Regions from separate parts of the Sus scrofa genome. Here all the other regions are linked to region 3. A link is a contact called in public Hi-C and HiChIP or PLAC-seq data. All regions are on one chromosome and are shown on one strand. Each heading gives the region's core, a stretch centred on a gene start, on an enhancer-like site or on the middle of the called end of the contact. The rest is flanking DNA. Distances are from core to core; before and after follow the strand shown. Region 1 overlaps BCL2L1 (BCL2 like 1). Region 2 has its middle 22 kb from the start of DEFB116. Region 3 has its middle 16 kb from the start of HM13.

Region 1 (3,546 bases), core at 418-2,917, 170 kb after region 3:
AGGATGATTGTGTCAGGAGCATAAACATAGCGCCTGGCACAGAGCAACCACTCAACACCCGGCATCTGTCATTATTACTAAAAAACACTTTTGCATTTCACTTTCTCGTTTGAGCCTTGCCTACTCTGGTAGGCTGATACTATTCTCTTAGATTTGTGGATGAGAATTTAAAGCTGATTTGCCTGGAGTTACGCCACCAGCAAGGAATCAAGGTACGTTTCAAACCTGAGTGCAGAGTTTTAACCATGGGTGTGTAGAAAGTCATCAATACATACTACAGTGAACTTTGCCGGGTGTGTCTGGGAGCTGAGGGGATGGACGTATGATGCAGGAGGCCTGACTCAGATGGCAGAATGACACCAACAGGCCACTGAGGGAGGGGACTCAGTTCCCTCCTCTGCAGTACCCACAGGTCCTAGCACGTATAAAGCATTCATCAGTATGTGCTGATGTAACAGATGAAACTAAACTCTGAGAACAGTTCCAGCAATGAATCCAGCCTCAGGGAAGGCAGGCAACATGGAGAACAGTGGGCTAAAAGCTAGAACACAGATTCTAAGCCATTTACTGTGGGACAAGGCCCCTTGCCTTAGTTTCCTCCCTGAAATGGGACTGAACAAACTCATCTCACTATGAAATGAGGGAGCCAAGAAAGCATCATCATGCACAGAAAAGCAATATCATCGTTCTGCACACGGCCACGGCAGTACAGTGCGGTGAGATCAAGCACCTCAAGTCTGAATCCTACGTCATCTAGCTACTGGCCTGTGAGGCCCCGAGCACCGTCACTTTTCTCTGAGCCTCAGTCTTGTCAACCATCAACTGAAGATACCACCACCTACCTTGTAGAGCTTTTAAGGAAGGCTTAGAGATAAAGAACATGGTGGCGGGGGTGGGGGTGGGGGGGGTGGGAGTAAGACAGACTTGGTTTCAAATTCTGACTCTGCCTCCCACTAAAGGAGTGCCCCCAAATCTCACCATCCTATAATGATGAGGTTGTTGGCCAGTAACACAGAGAAGGTGTGGTGAAAGCACTGTCACAGAAGGAGCTCTGGATAAATGCCAACAACCATTTAGACACTGGTACAGTTGGGGGAGGGGGCACAGTACAGTGTTAAAAAGTGGGAGCTTGGAAGGTACTCTCACAGGCTTGGCCACTTACTAACTGTGCTACCCTGCCTAAGGCACCTAACATCTCTGTACCTCAGTTTCCTCATATGTAAAATGGGGATAATAATAGCAGCAACTTCAGAGTGCTGCTCTGCGAATGGAATACGTTAATACATGTGAAGCATTCTGAACAATGCCTGGCAAAGAATAAGTACTTGATAAATGTGAGGTGCTATTAATAGTAACATTAACAATAATATTAATCACCGAGTGGAATAAGAGGGAGGGGTTGTGTAATCCTGGGACACGAGCATCCCATGGAAGAATTCCAGGGAAGTTCCTGGGCAGCTGTTTGTAGGCAAGTCCTCAGCCTCAGGGGAAAAGACTCTTCTATGGAAAGGCCATGAGGCTGGAGGCTCCTGGGCAAAAATCTCAGTCCTGCTGACCGGGAGGCCAGCCTCTGGGGAGGCAAGTCAGGCTCCTTGGAAGGACACAGTGTTCCCGGCCCGCCTGACAGAGGGAACAAAGGCACGTGTGTGTGGCCAGGGAGGAGGGAGGGGAATGTTTCCCTTTCAAGAGCGGAACAAAGGATCTGAGGCATAGTTGAGTGCGTTCCAATCCCCTCCCAGGCTAGCTCCCATTCCTCAGATGACTGTCCAACAAGGTTTTCGAGCTTCCTCCTGAAAGGTGACCGCTGGAGGGGGTGGCGGGCTACCCTCTGTCGTCAGTCTCCATGAGGCAGGATTTCTATGTGCCAAACCTCTAAGACCTCTTTTAGGAGTCCCAGTCCTGGGCAGGGGTGGGGTGGGGACCCCCGGGGAGCTTGGGGTTCATGGATGACATAAGGCACTGCAAGTGACAGGTTTGATGTCCCTCTAGGGGGAGTCCAAGACAAAACTGCTATTTAGTGTGGAGCCACGAGAGAACTCAGGAGTTCTGAACAACCCCCAAGTGGGGGGGCAAGGGGTGGAAAGGTCTGACAGAACTCAGCGGAAATGCACTTTCTAAATTTTTTCCCCCAATTTTTAAAAACTATCATGGATTTACAATGTTGTGCCAAGTGCGCTTTCTAAATTTTATAGGGATGGTCACAGGCTAGAGAGAGAAGCTAGGTGGAAGAGAAAGGAGCAAAGAAAGTAACCACAAGAGGAACAGGAGGGCATGTGGCTAAAAAAAGGAGGGTTGTGGGAGCCCTTAGGGATATTACTTTCCAGTTTCCACACTCTCGCCAGCGAGAATCCGGCTGCAGGGCTGGGACAGGAAGCAGTCCATGGAAGTCATTGCAATGGCATTTCCTGAAGAGCGAGAGAAAAACCTCTAGTTCCGAGGGGAGCTCTGGAGCCTGCCCCAAAAGCCCTGTAGCTTGGAGCTAGCCTTAAGGCTCCAGCTTGGCCCAAGAGTCTCATTGGGGATGAAACCAATTAGCAGAAGGTCCCAAAGGCAGTTTCTTTCAGCAAAAAACACTATTTACAAAAATCAATATGTAATAAACGGGAAGCCAGATGATGTGACTAAAGGAGTCCAAAGATGCGGCTGCCGTTTGCTGCTGATACTCTCAGTCACTATGCTGAGAGCCTTCTGGACACTCACTGCATCTTTAGAACAAGGCACTGTTATTACAGCCATTTACAAGTTCAAGACAGCAAGTCAGTGGTCAAATCCAGATTTGAAAGCCCTAGCCCTGCACCTTTCCCCTGATGTAACCTTGGGCAAGTCACTTCATCTTTCTCAACCTATTTCCCTCTGCTCACCTCCCTGGGGTTATAATCATCAAAAAGGCAGGGTGGTAATGAAAGCACTTTCCAAGCAGTACAGTGCTACATAAATGTGGAACAGCATTACTGCGGGGCCAGCGACAAGCCACCCTACACAGACACTGGAATTAGTAAATTTTTAGCAGTGAAAGTGTTGCAGCTGCTGACAGGAAAGAGTCATCCTAAAGCATAACTATTGTGACATGTGACATAACGGTAGAATCTCTCACTAGGCCTACGGCCAGTGAGAAGCAGGATTTCTAGATGGTCAACATCAACCCTTCATCTTACGGATGGGGAAACTGGGGCCTGGGGGTAAAGTGACTTGGCCAAGGTGAGACACTGAGCGGAAGCAGATTTGAGAGGAGAACTGGGATTCTAAGACCAGTGCTTGACCAACACAGCAGAGCAGCACTATGGAACTCCTGCCCACCCTGGGGATGTGCCCGGAGCGTGATAAAGGAGTCCGAACAAGGAAGAATAGATGACAAAGAGTCTGTGAATGGGTCTCTGACATCAGTTCTGTGGCAAAGATGGTCAGAATTATGATACCAACCCATGCCAGGCTCTACACATCACCATGACCTTGTGAGGCAGGTAATATTTGCCCCAAGGTTCAGAGAGTTCAAGAGCTTGCCCAAGGTAACAGAGCCAGACATGAGTAAGCTGGGACCTCAACCCA
Region 2 (3,313 bases), core at 551-3,050, 140 kb before region 3:
GGGAGCATTGGCCACTGGCCAACACCCATAACAAAAGTAGGGTGTCCCTCCTAGGAAGGCAAACAGGCAAATGGAAACCATCCGTCCTTTGTGTGAGACACAAATACTAATGGAAATATTTTTTAAGAGAAGAATTTTCAATAATAAATCATCTTTGGCCACCTGCCAGGCAAGAGTTATGGAGTGCTTCATGCATTTAGGCTTGAGCTAAGCACTGTAGGAGCAAGAGGGTAGAGGAATGGGAATTAAAATTGAGGGAAAAAGGAAAAGAGGGAAGGTGAGCAGGTCAATTAATATGCATCAAGCAACAATTTTTCATCAGATTCTGTTCTAAATAACAATATGTGCACTGGACACAGATAAGGTGTTAATTTTCCCAAGGTCCTTAGCTCTTGAGAAGAAGGATGAGAAAACAAATTAATCTGAAGTCTTGAACAAAGAACATCTTCACAGAGATAGGGTGGGGTGGAGGCAGTGAAAGAGATATTCATAAAATGATACTGTTGAATCAATAGTTCCCTAATAGTCATTATTAATTCAAATATATCTCACGTTCGGTTTCGATGAGAAACCTGTGGGGTCATTTTACTTGTTTGTTTCATTGTATGAGAGGAGTTGGTAGGTCCAGGGATCCCTTCTGACTTTTTATCTTTAAGGAAAGATAAAATGTGACACATATAATAAATACCACAACCAGTTGGAATTACAGACCTTGTGGAGGTTGAGGTTAATTTCATAAGATGTAGCAACAAACTTTGAAGTCTGGGTAGTTTACAAAATGCTTCTTTGTTAGCATTAATCTTCATACGAATAGCTTTATCAAACTGGATATTATCTGCTTTTCTAGCAGATTACATGGGAGGAAAGAACATTTTCTTCTTGTGGAAATTTATTTCACCAGCAGAGAGCAGGATTTACAGTTGCCAGAACGAGGGCTGGAATCTCAATGATTACTAAGAAGGGGAGGAAAAAGCAAGTTAAAAACTTATAGACAGAGACCACAGAGGGTTTTTAACACGTAGAAGATGGAGCATATAATGTTTTACATTCACGATTCTCCTCTCTGTTGTCAACACAATTTACCTTAGCCTTGGATTTGCAGAAAATGCCTTCGCTCCTTTTTACTGGGTTTCTTTTCCAGAATGCACTAGAATCTGTGTGAGAACATTTATCCATTAGTTAAGGCTGCAAATTATGCAACATTCCCTAAGTGTCACTGCTTAATATAAACTGTTTCTTCCAGCACCATTATTATACTGAAAGTGTTGGATTTTTTTTTTTTTTTAAGGAATTACCTTCTTTATACCTTTCTTTTTACGAGACCTCCAGACCTCCTCAGGGCCCCTTCGCACTTCTTTTCCTCCTCCATTCTCCTTTTTATAAACTTAAAATTTTCCGAAAACTTTTTCCTTGTCTCTTAATCCAATAACAGTCACTGCTTATCTCTCATTTATATGTGATTTGTACAAGACATCAAGTAATGGCAAGCTCCACTTCTCCTTCGAGACATCCATTTTGGGTGAGGATTTATAAACTGGGGCTTCCAAGCTAACTGTCATCTAGGAAATTGATACCTCCTCAGTCCAGCCAATAAATCATTGCTTAATAAATCACTACATGCATTTGAAAAGAAAATAGAGTCTAATCGTTAATAATCAGCTTCTGCGCTTCATCTTTTTCCAGGCTCCTGGACAGCACAAGTCTTGACCACTCTGGTTACCCAAGGTTTTTTCAGGGTGTTCACTAGGTTTAACTGATCAACATCCAGAAGTGTCCAGACAGGTCTCAAAGTGGACATCTCGAAGTGTATACTACAGTGTACCACCTAGACTCCCCATCAGGACTGCCAAGAATGCTGGCTGCCGAAAGCTCATAGCTCAGTCTCTGTGTGTTGCCCTCTACTAAAAGAAGCTACCACACCCAAGGCAATGTTATATGCCAATTATACTCCCATAAAATTAATTGATTGATTGATTAATGGGGAGGGGGCAAGAAAGTGGTTCTAATAAAGAGACTTTTGTCCAATTAAAACAAAAAAGTGTTTAGAAGTTCCTGTTGTGGCTCAGCGGGTTAAGAACTCAAATAGTATCCATGAGGACTCGGTTTCAATCCCTGGCCTTGCTCAGTGGGTTAAGGATCTGGTGTTACTGCAAGCTGTGGTGTAGATCACAGATGCTGTTTGGATCTTTTGTTGCTGTGGCTGTGGCATAGGCCAGCGGCTATTGCTATTTGACCCCTAGCCTGAGAACTTCCATTTGCTACAGGTGCAGCCCTAAAAGACCAAAAAAAAAACTTTAAATAAACAAAAAAATTTTTGAATATTTATCTGGACTATTCTTCATGTGTATTAAAAAACTATCTAAATATTATAAAAGACCTTCAAATGCAGGTATGAACTGCTTTCTTTACCTGGACATCATAAAAATAAAATCTCTTTTATAATACTGTTGAGTGGCGTTCCTGTTGTGGCTCAGTGGTAATAAACCCAACTAGTATACATGAGGACAAGGAATCGATTCCTAGCCCCACTCAGTAGGTTAAGGATCTGGCATTGCTGTGAGTTGGGGTGTGGGTCACAGATGGCGCTCAGATCTGGTGTTGCTGTGGCTGTGGTGTAGGCCAGCAGCTGCAGCTCCAATTCAACCCCTTGCCTGGGAACTTCCATATGCCGCTGCTGGCGTGGCCCTAAAAAGACAAAAGAATAATAATAATGATAGTAATAATAATAATAATACTGTTGAGCGATTCTGAAAGAATCCAAAACATACTAATCAAGCCTAACTAGTTCTAAAATGTTCTTTCTTTCTCTATGTGTATCATGTGCTAGATTACATAAGCAAAGGAAGAGAGTAAATCTTTGGTGCCAACAGTAAATTACGAACACCAATGCTAGTCTGAATACGATGCTTGTCCATCACTAAGGTCTCAAATTTTTTTTTTTTTTTTTTTAATGAGAGTTGCGATGTTTATTTCAGGTTCTCTCTTGTTTTTTTTGTTTTTTGTTTTTCACACCTGCAGCATGTAGAAGTTCCCAGGCCAGGGATTGAACCAGTGCCACAGCCGCAGCCAGAGTACAATGGTGAAAATGCAGGAGGCTTAACCTGCTAGGCCATCAGAGGACTCCCTCCCAGGTCTCAATTTGAGTCTTGATTTGGGTAAGGGCACTATCTGTGAACGCTGTCACAGGCGGTTTGTCAGTTTTGCTTGAGATCAGAAAGCCACGGTCTCACCCGTGCGAAAAATTGGGGTCATAATATTTTATAATCACCATTGTAGATGCTAAGAGAAGGATCTTTTGAAATTTCAGCTACTC
Region 3 (3,388 bases), core at 621-3,120:
CAACGCGGGATCCCAGCCGTGTCTGCAACCTACACCACACCTCACAGCAACGCCGGATCATTAACCCACTGAGCAAGGGCAGGGACCGAACCCGCAACCTCCTGGTTCCTAGTCGGATTCATTAACCACTGCGCCACGATGGGGAACTCCGAAAGTGACTTTTGGAATGCACCTAAAGCCAAAAATACAGGTAGCAACCCAGACTAGCAGTTGACATCTGGAATAGAGGGCCGTCTTGTGGCACTGAGCCCTTTACGTGCGGCATCTGATGCTATCTCTGGGTGAACAGTGTCAGAATGAACACCAGCAGGGTGTCTGAGAATTGCTTATTGGTGCAGGGAAACCTACACACACACACACAACACACACATGCACACACGTTGGAACTGGGTTTAGGAACCCAAAAGACCAGTCTTTGCTCATTTGATAGTCTCTCTGAGACAGGAAGAGGGAAGGTTGGGTTAAAAGGTGTCTCCTTGTTACCTTACATTTCTCTGATTGTACCAAAGTTGAGCAATATTTCTCTCAGTGACTGTACCTATTTGCTGCCCCAGTGCAGCTTTGAAATTACAGCTTCCAAAGACTGGATTAAATTTTTGTTTGTTTTTTAATTAAAGTATAGTTGATTTACAATGTAGTGCCAATTTCTGCTATATAGCAAAATGACTCAGTCATATATACACACACACACACACACACACACACACACACATTCTTTTTTTATATTCTTTTCCATCATGGTCTATCCCAGGAGACGATATAATTCCCTGTGCTATACAGCAGGACTGTGTTGTTTATCCATTCTAAATGTAATAGTTTGCAGCCACTAACACCCCATGGATTAAATTCTTAGCCTAGGCTACTCCGCTCCTCATTATTGGCCTGGGGTAGAAGGGTGTTCTCTCTTCCAGTTGCCAAAGCTATCTCATTAATTTTTACAACAGTAAGAGACAACACCATCTAACAGATGAGGGAAGCTGAGGATCCACGAAGTTAAGTATCTTGTCCAAAGTCACACAGTTACTAAGCTGCAGAACTAAGGATTAAATCAGGAATGTCTAACTCCTAAGCCTGCTTCCCAGGATAGCTAGCTCATTTCGCAGATGCGCAAACCGAGGCCCAGGGAGATAAATGACATGTAGAATTAAATGGAGAGTTCCCATCATGGCTTAACGGAAACAAACCCAACTACCATCCATTAGGACACAGGTTCAATCCCTGGCCTCACTCAGTGGGTTGAGGATCCGGCGTTGCCCTGAGCTGTGGTGTGGGTCGCAGATGCGGCTTGGATCCCATGATGCTGTGGCTGTGGATCACAGATGCGGCTTGGATCCCATGGGGTAGGCCGGCAGCTGTAGCTCCGATTCGACACCTAGCCTGGGAACCTCCATGTGCCATGCGTGCGGTCCTAAAAAGACAAAAAAATAAAATAAATTAAATTAAATGGTGAGTGAGCGGCAAGCAACCAGTTAACCAAATATCATCCCCCCCCACCCCCACTTCTGCGTCTGGGTGACCAGCTGCAGAAGAGACAAGAGTGGAGGCAGGGACAGCCACCCAGCAGAGCAGTCAAGAGCATGGAAAATGTCTCTTTCAGCCAATTTTCCTGAGGAACCCTGGCTGAGGCTCAGGGCTGGGAATGGAAAGTGTGCAGGGAGGAGGCGGCCGCCACGTCCATCCCCATCGGAGAGGCTGTTTGCAAAGTCCTGCTGGGAGAGGCAGGGAGAGGGGAATGCAGGGGGTGGGGAGCAGATCCGGGAGGCCAAGGGTCTGGCATCGGCCCAAGGCCTGGTCTCCCGGGAGAGGAGGAGCAGGCGTCCCCGAGCTTCCTGCTTCCTCCTTGGGCCCCCCTGCTCTGCCAGCTCCTGCAGTGCCCTACCCGCTGCTCTGGGCATCAGCCATCCTGGAACTGAGACACTGGCAAATTCAACTCTCTGGGGACTGTACACAGCTGACTCAGGGAGATGCAGTGGCCAGGAAGAGGGATTGGTCCTACTCTCGGAGATCTTGGCCAGGGCTGGGCTTGAAAACCATTGGCTTCATCAGGGCGGCCCCTCTGCCTGGAAAAATCTCCCTTCGATACTCACAGTGCCTCTGATTCCATGATTATAGATCCCATCGAGGCTGGTGTTCAGCCAGGATACAAAGTATGGCCACCCTAGTTGTCAAAATATTTAGATACATTCCTACTAGTTGTTAAGAACCCCTGTTCCGGAGTTCCCGTCGTGGCACCGTGGTTAACGAATCCAACTAGGAACCATGAGGTTGCGGGTTCAATCCCTGGCCTTGCTCAGTGGGTTAAGGATCCGGTGTTGCCGAGAGCTGTGGTGCAGGTTGCAGACGCGGCTCGGATCCTGTGTTGCTATGGCTCTGGTGTAGGCTGGTGGCTACAGCTCCGATTGGACCCCTAGCCTGGGAACCTCCATATGCCACGAGAGCAGCCCAAGAAATGGCAAAAAAAGACAAAAAATAAAATAAAATAAAATAAAAGAACCCCTGTTCTGAATGCGCCCCAAAACCCACCAAGGACTGGCCACTCCAGACCCTCCTCCAGGACCACAAAGACCTCCCCACTTAGAGCCACTGAAGGGGTGATATCTGCCACAGCAGAGCCATGGGTATAACATATCCACACAGCAGGGCCCAAGCGGGTATGTCAGCAAGTGACAGTCATACTGTCATTACCACTTTTCATATCATCCCCGGAAACAACAACTTTGTCTCTTGTTTAAAGGCAGATTGTTAGAAATTTAGAGGTGAAAGGGCCTTGTACAAACGCTTCCTTTTCCGGATGATGAAGCTCCGGCCCAAAGGGAGGCAGACTTGCCCAAGGTCACACAGTCTGTCATCACAAGGGAGGGCACTAGAACACAGGTCCCTGACTCCTGACACCTCCCTGGGTGTCAACTGGTCTGGTCTCATAAATCCTGAACGTTAGCTGGTGATGGAAGGAGGTGACAGGGAGGAATCAGTCTCCAGGCAGAACTGATAACCAATCACTTGGCTCTTGTACCTGGTAATGAAAGTCTTGGCAAGTCTCCTTGGTCACTATCGGCACAGAGATAGTTGTCATGGCCACCACCACCCAGAACCCCATCTTCCTGACACCAAGAGCTTTAAGATAACCCAGAAGCAATTTATTCCACAGCACTGACCCAGATCAGCATTCCGAGTAGGAAAGAAACTTGCCCAGCATTACACAGCACGTTGGTGGTGAAGCCAAGCTTCCTGAGTCCCCAGCCCAAGGCTCCCAGCTGCCTCCCCCTTGCCGTGGCTGACGCCCCCACCCCCGCCCCCGTTTTTTTGCCGGCCTTGGTGCTTCCCACATTCCTCCCGCCCTCAGTCAGGATCTCCTTCCCACGGCATCTCACCCTTGGCTGCCTGTCAG

Evidence for each region. Hi-C and Micro-C count contacts between places; a contact is called where the count stands out from the background. HiChIP or PLAC-seq counts read pairs in DNA pulled down with a chosen protein or histone mark.
Region 1: a contact with region 3 is called in an H3K27ac HiChIP or PLAC-seq map of skeletal muscle. The contact joins two enhancer-like sites. A contact is called at or near these places in 1 of 5 promoter capture datasets (fetal skeletal muscle) and 1 of 2 datasets of contacts at active chromatin or transcription factors (skeletal muscle).
Region 2: a Hi-C map of omental adipose tissue shows a contact between it and region 3, with 2.3 times the contacts expected there. The contact joins two enhancer-like sites. A contact is called at or near these places in 1 of 5 promoter capture datasets (fetal skeletal muscle), 17 of 47 Hi-C or Micro-C datasets (alveolar macrophages, embryonic fibroblasts, epiblast stem cells and 11 more) and 1 of 2 datasets of contacts at active chromatin or transcription factors (skeletal muscle).

The regions. Positions count from the first base shown.
Region 1 is chr17:35,404,069-35,407,614 of Sscrofa11.1, forward strand. All of the region lies in intron 1 of BCL2L1 (BCL2 like 1), which reads right to left. Among named protein-coding and RNA genes, the nearest start is that of BCL2L1, 8.2 kb to the right of the region's middle. Within about 2 kb of position 1,668, at least 60 of the 83 cell types and tissues checked have an H3K27ac peak or open chromatin away from gene starts, as enhancers often do. A contact at or near this core is called in fetal skeletal muscle and skeletal muscle, where this site is marked.
Region 2 is chr17:35,087,196-35,090,508 of Sscrofa11.1, forward strand. No RefSeq gene overlaps it. Among named protein-coding and RNA genes, the nearest start is that of DEFB116, 22 kb to the left of the region's middle. Within about 2 kb of position 1,801, at least 2 of the 83 cell types and tissues checked have an H3K27ac peak or open chromatin away from gene starts, as enhancers often do. A contact at or near this core is called in omental adipose tissue, where this site is marked.
Region 3 is chr17:35,230,806-35,234,193 of Sscrofa11.1, forward strand. No RefSeq gene overlaps it. Among named protein-coding and RNA genes, the nearest start is that of HM13, 16 kb to the right of the region's middle. Within about 2 kb of position 1,871, at least 26 of the 83 cell types and tissues checked have an H3K27ac peak or open chromatin away from gene starts, as enhancers often do. A contact at or near this core is called in fetal skeletal muscle, omental adipose tissue and skeletal muscle, where this site is marked.